Linked DNA regions of Mus musculus: regions 1 and 3 are each linked to region 2. Evidence: chromatin contacts called from public Hi-C and HiChIP or PLAC-seq data. All regions are on one chromosome and are shown on one strand. The core of a region is the stretch at or near the end of the contact, and the rest is flanking DNA. Distances in the headings are between cores, read along the strand shown.

Region 1 (4,193 bases), core at 602-3,101, 73 kb before region 2:
GCTTGGGAGGTGGAGGCAGAAGGATCAGAAGTTGAAGGTCATTACACAGATAACTAAGTAACTACACGGGGAGTTTGAGATTATCCTGGGATGCATGAGACCCCAAGAAAATAAAGAAAAATAAGATGAACATTTCAGTCTGAGATCTAGTAATATAAATATCCTGGGTCTTTACTCCAAGAGAAGAGGATAAACAACTACATTGAGGTCACAACAGAGCCTGTTAAGAATCGATTACTGTTCTTAATGCATCTGGTAAAATAATCCATTCAGTCTACCTACTGATCGACTCTTCTGCTTTACAAAAACACAGTATGTGTCACTAAGCTCCCTTTTCTGAAGTCACACCTGAGTTAAAACCTCATGCATGCGCATGACCCTGCCAGCTAGGATGGCAAGGCAAGCCGACTGGTTTGCTCACATGACTGTCAGCTTATGCTTCTGATGGGAGGTCTCTCTCCATCAGGTTAGGTGGGTGGGTAGCTTCTCCTGCAAATCAAAATGTCAGAACAGGGCAGATGGAAAGCTAGCACTCTGATGAACTGACCTTTGAAATCACAGGGAATTATGTTAGCACTTCATTCAGAAGAAGGGAGTTTCTAAGTCCGGGTCACACTCAAGAAGGGGGAACTATGCTTGATCTTTGTTAAAAAAGAAAAAAATCAAAAAAATTTAACAGACTTTAAACCCTTAGGAAAGGGTCAGTTATTTTAAATGAATTACCAAAAGTAAAGGGGGCGGGGGAGATAGGAGCTGCACAGACTAAATCACAGATTAATAAATTAAGGCTTTAAAAACAGAAGGAAGAGAAAAATGCCTAGGATTGCTTTCTCAGGTTTTGAGTTTTGCATGTATTTTTAAGTACTCTAATACACGTCAAAGATAAGAGAGAAAAATTTCCAAAATGATTTCCAAACTTAAGGTCTTCCATGAAGATAATGTTTTTCAAAAAATATTTTTTTATTCTACATTGTTCAGTAATCAGTATTGTCAAAGCTTATGTGTTTAAAAAAAAAGAACACATTTTATAAACATGATCCTTCATAATTGCTGAGTACTTTTCAAATCATTTTAGGAAGGTGAATGGTTGGTAATCTCCAATCAGAAATACAAAAATGTTTCTTAAATCTCTAAGCATTATTGAATGGGATTTCTGTCTCTTAAGCGCTGTAAGAAAACAAGGAAATTATGAAAACACATTGGGAAAGATTCCCAATGTTTGGCCTCTTATGGCTTCTCAGGATGAGGCCAAAGTCACTGGGATAGTGACAGTTTGGACTGCACTTTGAGTATATCATGGAAAGATATAAACCACTTCTGTTTTCCTAACTGTACTTCTAAAAGATTAAATGTCACCTCTAAAGGATTAAGTGTCATTGTGCTGCCCAAATCCCCTGGTTAAAAAAAAAAGCTCACTGTATTATCTTGGTTTATGACTACAAAGGCAGCACTAGGTCCCAGTAGCCCATGAGGAGACCCAAGCCATCTGTGTTTACCTCTACACTTCCTACCACAAGTACAACTTCTATGTGATCCCCATCACAGAACCACAAGGTCAACCCACAGGTCACACTAGCCACAGATTACATTTGAGTGACTCCCTCACTAATGTTCATGGTAAGCAGGTACTTACAGCCACTGGAAGGCAGCTTCCCAATGAAGAACCTATCCGGTCAACATACAACAGGCAACTTATGATATACTTAGTGAGCCCTGTCACACAGCAGGTGAAGGTGATGAAAACAGTGTGTGTAATGAGCAAGGCTCATCTTCCTCCCAAGTGTGGTACTCTGGGTAAGTTGTCTGGCTAAGCTCCAGTTTCATCATCTGAGACATGGGCTTGTTTGACTTAGTCTAGAGGATAGCATCAGTGCTTAGTGGCCATGTTCTCTGAGAGGCAGTCCTTTAGCACTCTGTCATACTACATTAGATCCCCAGAATCTCTTTCTGCAGTCAAATATTGTCCTTGAGCTTAACAAGTGTGGCAAAGCTACAGTTTTCTTTTTTTGAAACCTGTGTATAGTGTATACAGTATAGAGTCTAGCAGTATATATGTGCCATTCTTCATTTATGAATCCCGTTCATTTAATGTTTTTCTAAATCCCAGTAAGGCTCCTGAGCATCATCTTATACACTGTAAGTGTATTTTATTGTCACCTCACAGCATGAAAACTAAGGTAGCATTTGAGACATCAGAGTAAGCTTAACCATATGAACACCACTCATGTGAGAAGCTAAACAAAACAGAACAAAACGGAATCAGTCCCTCAAATGGATGCCTGTGGCTTTTCTGGTTACTCTCAAAAAGCCACTCCCTACAAAAGGCCCACCACATTTCAGGGGTTTACCAGAATGAAGTCAGAGACAGAAGTTGTAAATTAGGTTTCAACAACATCCAGGCACTCCAGACTGAGACAACTGTCATTGCTGATCTGAGATGTTACATCTGTGGTCAACTAAATTCCAAACATCTGGGCACACCTGTGAGGACTCCTTTTTGGGTCACCTGAGGTGACAAGACCCACCTGAAGTCCGGCCACATCTGCTGGCGCCAGCCCATATAAAAGACCGTGGAGGAGGGAGCTTCTGCTTCCTGCCGGTGTGCCCTGGCTTTCCATGGAAAGGGTCATCCGCCCTGCTGCTGAGGGGTCCTTCACAGGTATTAGACCCTACTTCTATATTCAAACAGAGCAGAGACATCCAGCCTCATGACCTAAACAACTACAGGGTTCTTGGCATTGCCATCAAGAGACAACCATTGTCGAGCTGGATTTACTGATTTTCCACAATATAATACAGAAATTAGGCACACTAAGTCCCCTCAACAACTCTTTAATACCACCACAAACTGGAAGCCACTCTAATAAGTCCCTATTAATATAAACATATTTTTATATTATGTTTATATGAAACATAAATGTTTTTATTCATTCTATCAGTTTTGTTGATTAAAAATCAAACCTGGACTTATCAAACAGTCATTAACTTATCTGTGTTATTTAAATAAATATCTTATAATCTTCTTGAAGTCAGAGAAATGACATAGTGGCATAAAACATGATGATAATATTGTACAATGTTCTAAGGAGTGGGGAGGGGCTGACAGGAACAAGCTCCCCCTCAGACTAGTGAGTCTAAGCTCTCACGGGGGATGGGGTAGGCAGGGAAGGGCCTGGGGTCAGTTTCTGCCTTGTTCACATTCCTTTCAGCTCTATAGCTGTACAATAATAACACTAAGAACCCTGAACTTACTGAGACTTCAGTGATATAACAAGAAATGAGGTACACTAAGTCCTGGAACAAGTCTCTAATGGTCCCACCCTGTGTACGGAAAGCCGAGTAAGCAGTTCACGGTAATTTTCTGTTCACTGTTGGCTTCAAAGCAAGCGCTTTTTCCTTCACAGGCAGCCATCTTCCCCTTCCAGGCTTTCTGTGCACTAGAGACAACTGATGTGTTAGGGAAGTGACTTCCTGCAAGTAAGCTGTGGCTGCAAAAAACGGTATCAAGGTGACTCAGAGACCTTGAAACATTCGTCCCAACCCTCTCCTGGGGGGCTAGAGCCTACCACTTCTCATGGGTACCCACTAATTTAATGTATGTGGATTTATCATATAATTAAAATACTAAAATATTTACATTATATAAATAATATTCATGTATATAAACATAAATTATATAAATAATATATAATATAATTAATAATTCATTATTATAAAACAAAATGATGTTGTTAAGAGAGTTACAAAAAGGTCTCTGGACCAATGTTAAAACATTTAGTTATCTAAGTTCTCTGCCATCATTTAAAAATGACAGTGGGTAGTCAGTGAAGGTAAGAATTTTAACCTTTTCCCTCCCTCCCTAACTCCCCTGCAGGGTCCATGGTCAGTACTGGTTCTCAGTGTGTACAGTCACACTCAAGAAGGAAGAGACTATTCCATGTTTGACTGAAGTTACCAGATCACAGGCTGAGCAACCACACAAAGAGACTGTAGGTACCCCCTGTCGTCTGTGATAACCACCAGCCTCCATCCACTCTCCCGAGTTCTTAAGAAGATACTAACAGTGACTTATACTACAGAAACAACGACTGGCTTCGGCTGAGCGTGGAGACGGGGACAAGAGGAGAGAAGCTCAGTTCTTTGGCCTACTTATCTTTGTTACCTGTTAAGGTCTTTTGTGAATATCCTACAAT
Region 2 (4,210 bases), core at 1,129-3,628:
TATGGGGCTGCAAACTCCTTCAGCTCCTTGGGGACTTTCTCTAGCTCCTCCTTTGGGGACCCTATGCTCAGTCCAATGGTTGGCTGAGAGCATCCATCTCTGTATTTGTCAGGCACTGGTAGAGCCTCTCAGGAGACAGCTATATCAGGTTCCTGTCAGAAAGCTCTTGTTGGCATCCTCAATAGTGTCTGGGTTTGGTGACAGTATATGGAATGGATCCTACTTACGATAGTCTCTGGATGTCCTTTCCTTCAGTCTCTGCTCCACATATTGTCTCTCTATCTCCTCCCATGGGTATTTTGTTCCCTATTCTAAGAAAGACCGAAGTATCCACACTTTGGACTTCATCTTGAACTGTGAACTGTGAACTGTGGTCTGTGAACTGTATCTTGGGTATTCCTAGGTTTTGGGCTAATATACACTTATCAGTGAGTGCATTCCATGTGTGTTCTCTTGTGATTGGGATACCTCACTCGGAATGATATTTTCTAGTTCCATTGATTTTTCTAAGAATTTCATGAATTCATTATTTTTTTTTAATTAGGTATTTTCCTCGTTTACATTTTCAATGCTATCCCAAAGGTCCCCCATACCCACCCCACCCAACCCCCTACCCACCCACTGCCCCTTTTTGGCCCTGGCGTTCCCCTGTACTGGTCCATATAAAGTTTGCAAGTCCAATGGGCCTCTCTTTGCAGTGATGACCGACTAGGCCATCTTTTGATACATATGCAGCTAAAGACAAGAGCTCCCGGGTACTGGTTAGTTCATATTGTTGTTCCACCTATAGGGTTGCAGTTCCCTATAGCTCCTTGGGTAATTTCTCTAGCTCCTCCATAAGGGGCCGTGTGACCCATCCAATAGCTGACTGTGATCATCCACTTCTGTGTTTGCTAGGCCCCGGCATAGTCTCACAAGAGAGAGCTATATCTGGGTCCTTTCAGCAAAATCTTGCTAGTGTATGCAATGGTGTCAGCATTTGGAAGCTGATTATGGGATGGATCCCTGCATATGGCAATCACTAGATGGTCCATCCTTTCGTCACAGCTCCAAATTTTGTCTCTGTAACTCCTTCTATGGGTGTTTTGTTCCCATTTCTAAGAAAGGGTAAAGAATTCATTATTTTTAATAGCTGAGTAGTACTCCATTGTGTAAATGTACCACATTTTTTGTATCCATCCCTCTGTTGAGAGACATCTGGGTTCTTTCCAGCTTCTGGCTATTATAAATAAGGCTGCTATGAACAGTGGAGCATGTGTCCTCATTACATGTTGGAGCATCTTCTGGGTATATGCCCAGGAGTGGTATTGCTTGGTCTTCAAGTAGTACTGTGACACTTCATTTTTTAACACTTATTTTGAAAAACAAGAGTGAATCTTTGCTTCCTTAGAAAGTGGCAGCAGAATGCTGCCATTGCATATACTGCAAGAAGCAAAAGAAGGTTTTGGTGTGTAGTCCTGAGTTCTACAAGAGCCAAGCAAAGGCACCTGAACCCTGTAACACACCTGTTTACGGATGAGATCATGAACCACCAAAATCAGGACCCCACCCGCTCTCTGATAACTCTGCTTGCAGGCCAATGGAGAAGCAGGGTTTCTTATCCTAACTCAAATACTTTCATTGAATGAGGAAACGGAATACCCCTAACAGGCGGGGCGGTGTGGGGGCGAGGGGGAGTCGAGAAAACAGAAGCAGCAGGAATTATGAGTGGGTTTGCATTCTTCCCTTTTCTGAAAACTCAGGACTTTGCATCTAGCTTCTTTTTAGAACCCAATCTGATCATTTCCCTTTAAATGAGAGAAATGGGCAAACTGGAGAACTGCATTCTTGAAGTATCCAAAGACAAACAAAATGCCTCAATAAAATCTCAGGTAACATGGAAGAAGTGAGGCTAACTTCAGGCAGCACACAGTGTGAAAAGGTTACCACTGCTCTGAGCATACCTGGTTTGTGAACTGGGTGACCACATTACAAATATCCATATTAAGATGCTGGTGCCATGTGTTATATCTTCCTTACTCTACTGGCAGAGTTAAAGGTGCTTGTCCTTACCCTAAGTTTAATAGGTTTCATCATAGCTTCAGCACCAGAACACATCAACTAGCTAATTACACACACAGCAGAATCATGTGTTATAAAATACATGAAATATTAAGTACCACATGCTGGGCATGCCAGCAGCCCAAAGTTACAGCCAGGCTGACGCATCCCCTGCACTGCCTCTCTGCACTGCAGAAAGCTGGTGAGATGGAGGCTTTCTCCTTCCCTTAGAGATGACAAAACTAAGGCTCAAAAGAGTGAACTGATCTCAAGCCCTGCAGTTAGTCAGTTACCTCAAGCCAAGCAGCCTTATAAGGTGCTAACCCCACTACAGACTGTGAGGAAATGTGGGCCAAATGAGGAAATGAACAGACAAAAGTTAAGTAACCTTCAAGGGGTTGACTTAAAGATCTCGGGGGAGGAGGTTAGTTTTTCTTTTAAACTCTACAGCATGTAGCCTTAACTAGCTATCTAAAATCCTAAGCTGTGCTTTGAGAAGCCAGTCAAAGCTTAAGGGTGGGGTGACATGACAGGGATACAATGTCTCAAGGTCGCTTCTCAGGGCACATCATCCTTCATTACCAAGGACTTAGGGATGAGACCCCAGCTCACTAGCACAGGAAGGAACCTGAGTCTGCTTTTGACAAGCTCACTATTTAGTCTAGCACTAGTGTGTCTACTTGCAAAGCCTGTGTCTATTCTTCCTCCTTTTGTTTTATAAAACTTATTTCTACATCAGAAGCACTTTTCCATGCCAAAACAAAACAAAACAAAAACAAAAACACATATGTTTTGGTACAACCATGATGAACCTGGTATACATAATGTAGGTCACTACACGCTTGGGTTTCATTTTCATCTTCCCTCAAAGAGGTTTGAGCAGTCTACTGGATACTAATCACAGTGAGTTAGCAGTGTGTCCTTGCCGAGTCCAGCAAAGCATGAATACCCAAAACAAGTGAATGCAAATATTCTACATTTGATAGTGTTAAGATCACCAGACAGCTGATGAGCTAAAAAAAAAAAATCTCTTGAGGTAATCCCAACATGTAAGAGCAAAGCATAAATTGATGTGTTTCTCCAAGGCATGCCTCCCAGTCCTGGGGTTGGAAGATGGTCACAGCAGCTCTTCAGGGGAGAGGAGCTCTCAGCCTCCCCCAGAGTCCTTTCCCCTCAAGTCTACTATTTAAGCCCTTTAGATTCTGACAGGTCACACTGCAGCTGGTATGTGCTGCATCTTCCAGGGCAGATGGGATGAAGAATTCTCTCTACACTCTGGATCCACTATCATTTGTATTTGGACATGTGACTGACCCTAATTCTACAGATGGTAAAACATACAGCCCTGTGATTGGTCTTTTTTTCAACAGCTTTGTTCAACATCCTTACAGGGGTCAGGTGGGGGGTGGGGGGCCCTGTGGCTTCATGGTGGTCAACTGCTTGCTGTTCAGAGGCGTGCCTGGGTCTTGGGCCCAGGTTTCTTTAACAGTCTCAGGAACCCAGAAATGTTTCACAGAAGAGCTCCACAGCATAGTGTGTAACAGGGTAGAGAGCAGGTAAGATTTTATGCTACTTCTTACCTAATTATAGGGCTCCCAGGTAACTGTAGTTAAAGAATTCAAACATGGCCTAAAATAGTGAAGTCATTTAAAAATCAGCAATAGTGGGGGTGATGACTAAATTAAGCTACAATACATTAACAAAATACTGTGTAGTCATTAAAATGTATAGTTAAAGGGGGCCCAGGATGCAATGTTTCATAGAGATACCAAGTAGACTGGTGACGGGGAGGGGAGGAATGGTGACTAAGGGAGTGGAAGAAAATCAGCAGAGACTGCTAGTGGGTATGAGGCTTGATAAGAGGTTCTCGAATGAGGCTAAAAGCCATCAAACTCTACGCTCCGAATGGATAAAATAGAAATGCAAATAAACAACAACAAAACTATCCCCAAAGTCATCATGCAGAGGCCTCAGGGAAGAGTAAAGGCTTTAACGATGTAAAATCATCTCAGTTTTGCAGAGCAGAACAGAACAGAACACGTAATGTTTGCTACCTTCTAACTCTACTCTTGCCAGGGCCACAGCGGCAATGCTCCCAGGGCACGTCAACTCTGAGACAGCCACAAGTACTTCAAAGATAGTCTCATCTAGCTTCATAGAAACGCTGAGT
Region 3 (4,336 bases), core at 772-3,271, 92 kb before region 2:
TAAAATTATATAATAATCTTTACTTTTGAATTTTTCTATATTCCTGTTTTATTGTAGTAAATACACGTAACTTTCATAATAAAGAAACACTCCAAATCCTTTCCCTCTTGCTCATCCACCCACACCCATGTGAAAAGCCTTAGTTAACAGAATGTCCCCAATGCTAACTGGTCATGAGTCATCAGGGCACGAAGGGGGATATAGTACAAACACCACAACCTTCCAATTATGCACTTTCATCTACGAAAAGATGAGATCTTACATGGGGAGCAGAACTAACAGGTACATCTGCAACAGAACAGAACATTACCAAGGGGGGAAGGGGAAGAGGGCAAAGAAATCTGTTGTGAGATTGTGCCTCCAAGAAATGACAAAAAAGCTTTACCTTAATAACATGGCTACCTTAACAAGACCTGTTATAATACCAGTAGGCATGCTAACATGGAAGTGGGACTTCAGGGCTCTCTATCTCTAGACAAAGAACTAGAGGCAACTATGGAGTGTAGAAACCAGGAAATAGTCTCTCCGAGAATGAGTCATTAGTTGGTTATCCAATACCAAGGGGCAGGACACACAGTAATAACAGTGAAACAAAGGAGTCCAGGACGCCAGGGTGGGAGTAGGTAGGGGAAGTGGGGGTGGGTTGGGTAAAATTATATTTTAATTTAAATGAGGAAAGATGAGATCTTCAAAAATGCATTAGAGTTCAGGGTACCGGCAATTACCACCGGTCATAACTATCCTTTCTACACTTTTTTTTTTTTCTTTTTTCTTTTGGTTTTTTCGAGACAGGGTTTCTCTGTAGCCCTGGTTGTCCTGGAACTCACTTTGTAGACCAGGCTGGCCTCGAACTCAGAAATCCGCCTGCCTCTGCCTCCTGAGTGCTGGGATTAAAGGCGTGCACCACCACGCCTGGCTCCTTTTTATACTTTTTAACATTTCAAAGAAAATTCTCAAAAACAATGTGATGAAAATCTAGATCCAACAGGCATGTTTTCTGCTATTTTCATCTGGGGGGAAAGGAAACTTAAAAAACAAAATCAAACCAAAAGCAATCCTTTACCCAAACCAGCACATTCTGCAGTCGGAGCGGGTAAACAGGAAGTGCTCTGCCACTGCCGAACTCTGCTTGGCTCCAGCCGCTCTGCAGCAGGAAGTGCCCTCAATGGCTAACGCAGGGCTGTGGGAAGGGTAGGGGAGAAGGGACCAGAGTCCTGCCAGGGCTAGACACCCTCTGGGCACAGCTCACTATTGTTAAATAAGGTCTGCATACAGCCTTGAAAGACCGCTTCAATATGGAGCAGACAGCATGCCATTTAAAGGGCTCCTCTTAACCACAGAGGATCTCTTCCCCAGAGCAACTTAAAGCATGGGAACTTGAAAGGTATGTGATGCTGTCTGTTGATGCTTCAAGTCCTTTGCCAGGACCACACGACTAGCCAGCACTGTTCACCAAGCAGCCATTTTATTATTGCTTTCTTTTCAATGGTTAAAACCATGAACTTAATCTTGATACTGTATTTATTTAATCAAGTGAGCAACAAAACCACACCCAGCTAAATTGAAGAGCAGTCTACTGTTATCTATATGTTAGAAGAAGTGCATTGTACAAGAAGTCCTTCTCATTAATACACTGAATCTCAAATGGGCACGGGAGGAGTGATGGAAGGTGCCCACATTACCAAGAAACCACCACGAAAGGGCACAGGTGCTTTGCACAACTCCTGAAAATCCGACCACAACACAAACTTCTAGAGGGAGGCTCGGGTGTCTGTTTTCTCACGGATAGGTCCCTTCTGCTTATCACGGTATCTGTACTGACCCTCACTACACACGATGCGTGCACTCAGAGTGACACGGCACGGATGATCAGCAGTCTCTTAGTGAAGAAATCAAGGCGTAGGCATCTTTCCAGGCCACACGGAGAAGCAGCAGCTGGTAACCCTTTCTTCCCTAACCCTCTTCAGGTCAAAGCTTAAGCTCTTCTATCCTGTCAGTGATGTGCTAAAGGTTACAACCCCACCATGTCCATGCGTCTCTAGTTCCTCACCACTAAAAGGCAGCATTTCCTAGACATAAGAAACTCTCTCGTGAGACTATGCTGGGGCCTAGCAAACACAGAAGTGGTTGCTCACAGTCAGCTATTGGATGGGTCACACGGCCCCCAATGGAGGAGCTAGAGAAAGTACCCAAGGAACTAAAGGGAACTGCAACCCTATAGGTGGAACAACATTATGAACTAACCAGTACCCCGGAGCTCTTGTCTCTAGCTGCATATGTATCAAAGATGGCCTAGTCGGCCATCACTGCAAAGAGAGGCCCATTGGACTTGCAAACTTTATATGCCCCAGTACAGGGGAACGCCAGGGCCAAGAAGTGGGAGTGGGTAGGTGGGGGAGTGGGTGGGGGAGCGTGTGGGGGACTTTTGGGATAGCACTGGAAATGTAAATGAAATAAATACCTAATTAAAAAAAAAAAAAAAAAGAAACCTAACAGAGCAACTTCTGGAATCACAGAGTAGATCCCTCCCTCTTCTCAGAATGGCAACCACATAACTGATGTTAGAAAAAGAAAGTCTCCAGGAGGGAAAAAAAAAAAACTGGCTCACAAAACCTAGGGAAGTGCAAAGGAAGCAGGCTGAAGAGCACACACCAGCCTCCTCGGGGCCCAATGGAGGCTGGTGAACTTTGACTCCGTACTTCTTTACAATGACATTTTGATATAGTCATGTTTTAGTAAACATTTCTCCTTCTTCTTCTAGACTACAATTTGATGCCTAGACTTTGATTTATATTTTAAAGAATTTAAACTCACAAAAAAATGAAAACACAGTATAGAGAGGATCCTATTCACTTCTCTTCAACCAACATCCTCAGCAGCACCAGCTTACATGTTATTTTACTAAAATCTAGACACTGACACAGGACAGGAGACTGCACTAAGGACCTTATTAAGTCTCATCAGTTCTGGTACATGCTTTTCTGTCTTCTGAACAACAACTATATCTTTGCACATAGTTCTAAGGAAGGTGTAGTTATCAGTCTCTGTAAAAAGGCCGGTGCTTGACTTGGGACCACAGAAGAGATGCCTCACAGCCCTGTGTTTGGTTAGGAAGGCACTCAGAGGCAGTAATACCTGCTGATCACGTGGAATGACAGACAACCCCAGCTAGCAGACCTGATGCCGATTTCCAAGGGTTAGGGAATCTTTCCAACAAGATTCCAAAGGAAAGCCTGGACCTGAGCGGCGCTGCATCTCAGCTCTGCAAGCAGCATCTGACAGGGCACCGAATAGTGAAGCTACGGGAAAACAGCCAAAGCCACTGGCAGATCCAAGGGAGACAGAGGTGCCAGCACAATGCCACGCTTGTCAGGAGAAGCTACAGTTTTCTTGGGCAAAGACAGCCCCCATGTGAACTGAACCAACTCTAGTATAAAATGATTATTTTTATGGCCGCTCACCACGAATGCTCACCATCTTCAATAGAAAATATTTATTTTTATTTTCTGAATGAAATGAAATAAATTATGTCTTATAGCAATTTCTTCTTTATCTTCCTTAGGCTTCTATTATTCTATGAAAGAAGAGAGGACATGACCCAAACCAAACCAAACCAAACCAAACCAAACCAAACCAAACCAAACCAAACCAAACCAAACCAAACCAAACCAAAACTGGGACTGAGTATATCATATCTAGTGAAATAGCAAGACCAGCACTTTTAGCTTGGGGGAGAGATTTCCCAGAATACACAGTGGCAGAAGCAATACACACAGAGTGGTAGAGACAGCCGAGACAGAGACAGCACTCTGGCTCTGCTCTAGCAGTGTGAGCCAACAACTTCCACCATCTCAGCAGGGTTCTGTACTCTTGGGGAGGGAGGCCACCTAATACAGGACAGCTAGGTACCACAGTAAGACAGCCGTCACTTTAATAGTTACTTTGCCTGTCACTGGTATGTGGTACTTGTCAGAAAGTACTTAGGAAGGAAAGGTTTAGTTCAGTTTGGGAGGGCACAGTTCATCCTTTGAGGAGGGCATGGTGGAAGTCTCTGAGGAGGAGCTTAGACCCGGGATGCCTCACATCTTGGTGCACCAGAAGTAGGCAGCTTGAACCAAGTTGTAGCCCTCAACCTTCATCCTTGTGTCAGCTGGACTTTAAGTCTAAAAGGTTCCACACACTTGTCCCAGAACAATGCTAGGACCATGAGCTTGTTGGGACCATTTTACATCAAACAGTAACAAGCACTCACCACACACTGCCAGGTTCAAAGGTCTTCAATAAACATCAGTTTACATGGACATACAGGAATATATATATTAAATCAACACATATT

The links. Hi-C and Micro-C count contacts between places; a contact is called where the count stands out from the background. HiChIP or PLAC-seq counts read pairs in DNA pulled down with a chosen protein or histone mark.
Region 1: a contact with region 2 is called in a BATF HiChIP or PLAC-seq map of CD8 T cells, with 8 read pairs. The contact joins two enhancer-like sites. A contact is called at or near these places in 2 of 15 datasets of contacts at CTCF or cohesin (CD8 T cells and the NIH/3T3 cell line), 9 of 484 Hi-C or Micro-C datasets (B cells, CD4 T cells, CD8 T cells and 4 more), 6 of 115 datasets of contacts at active chromatin or transcription factors (CD8 T cells, the HPC-7 cell line, effector CD8 T cells and 3 more) and 2 of 9 other capture datasets (adipose tissue and liver).
Region 3: a Hi-C map of bone marrow-derived macrophages shows a contact between it and region 2, with 54 read pairs. The contact joins two enhancer-like sites. A contact is called at or near these places in 2 of 15 datasets of contacts at CTCF or cohesin (CD8 T cells and the NIH/3T3 cell line), 20 of 484 Hi-C or Micro-C datasets (the AML12 cell line, B cells, CD4 T cells and 11 more) and 7 of 115 datasets of contacts at active chromatin or transcription factors (the HPC-7 cell line, bone marrow-derived dendritic cells, bone marrow-derived macrophages and 4 more).

The regions. Positions count from the first base shown.
Region 1 is chr15:64,204,245-64,208,437 of GRCm38.p6, forward strand. The region is part of intron 4 of Asap1 (ArfGAP with SH3 domain, ankyrin repeat and PH domain1); the gene reads right to left. Among named protein-coding and RNA genes, the nearest start is that of 1700010G06Rik, 110 kb to the right of the region's middle. Within about 2 kb of position 1,852, at least 34 of the 459 cell types and tissues checked have an H3K27ac peak or open chromatin away from gene starts, as enhancers often do. A contact at or near this core is called in CD8 T cells, effector CD8 T cells and thymic regulatory T cells, where this site is marked.
Region 2 is chr15:64,276,598-64,280,807 of GRCm38.p6, forward strand. The region is part of intron 3 of Asap1 (ArfGAP with SH3 domain, ankyrin repeat and PH domain1); the gene reads right to left. Among named protein-coding and RNA genes, the nearest start is that of 1700010G06Rik, 35 kb to the right of the region's middle. Within about 2 kb of position 2,379, at least 79 of the 459 cell types and tissues checked have an H3K27ac peak or open chromatin away from gene starts, as enhancers often do. A contact at or near this core is called in B cells, CD8 T cells, the HPC-7 cell line and 8 more, where this site is marked.
Region 3 is chr15:64,184,875-64,189,210 of GRCm38.p6, forward strand. The region is part of intron 5 of Asap1 (ArfGAP with SH3 domain, ankyrin repeat and PH domain1); the gene reads right to left. Among named protein-coding and RNA genes, the nearest start is that of Gm20717, 89 kb to the left of the region's middle. Within about 2 kb of position 2,022, at least 147 of the 459 cell types and tissues checked have an H3K27ac peak or open chromatin away from gene starts, as enhancers often do. A contact at or near this core is called in B cells, CD8 T cells, the HPC-7 cell line and 7 more, where this site is marked.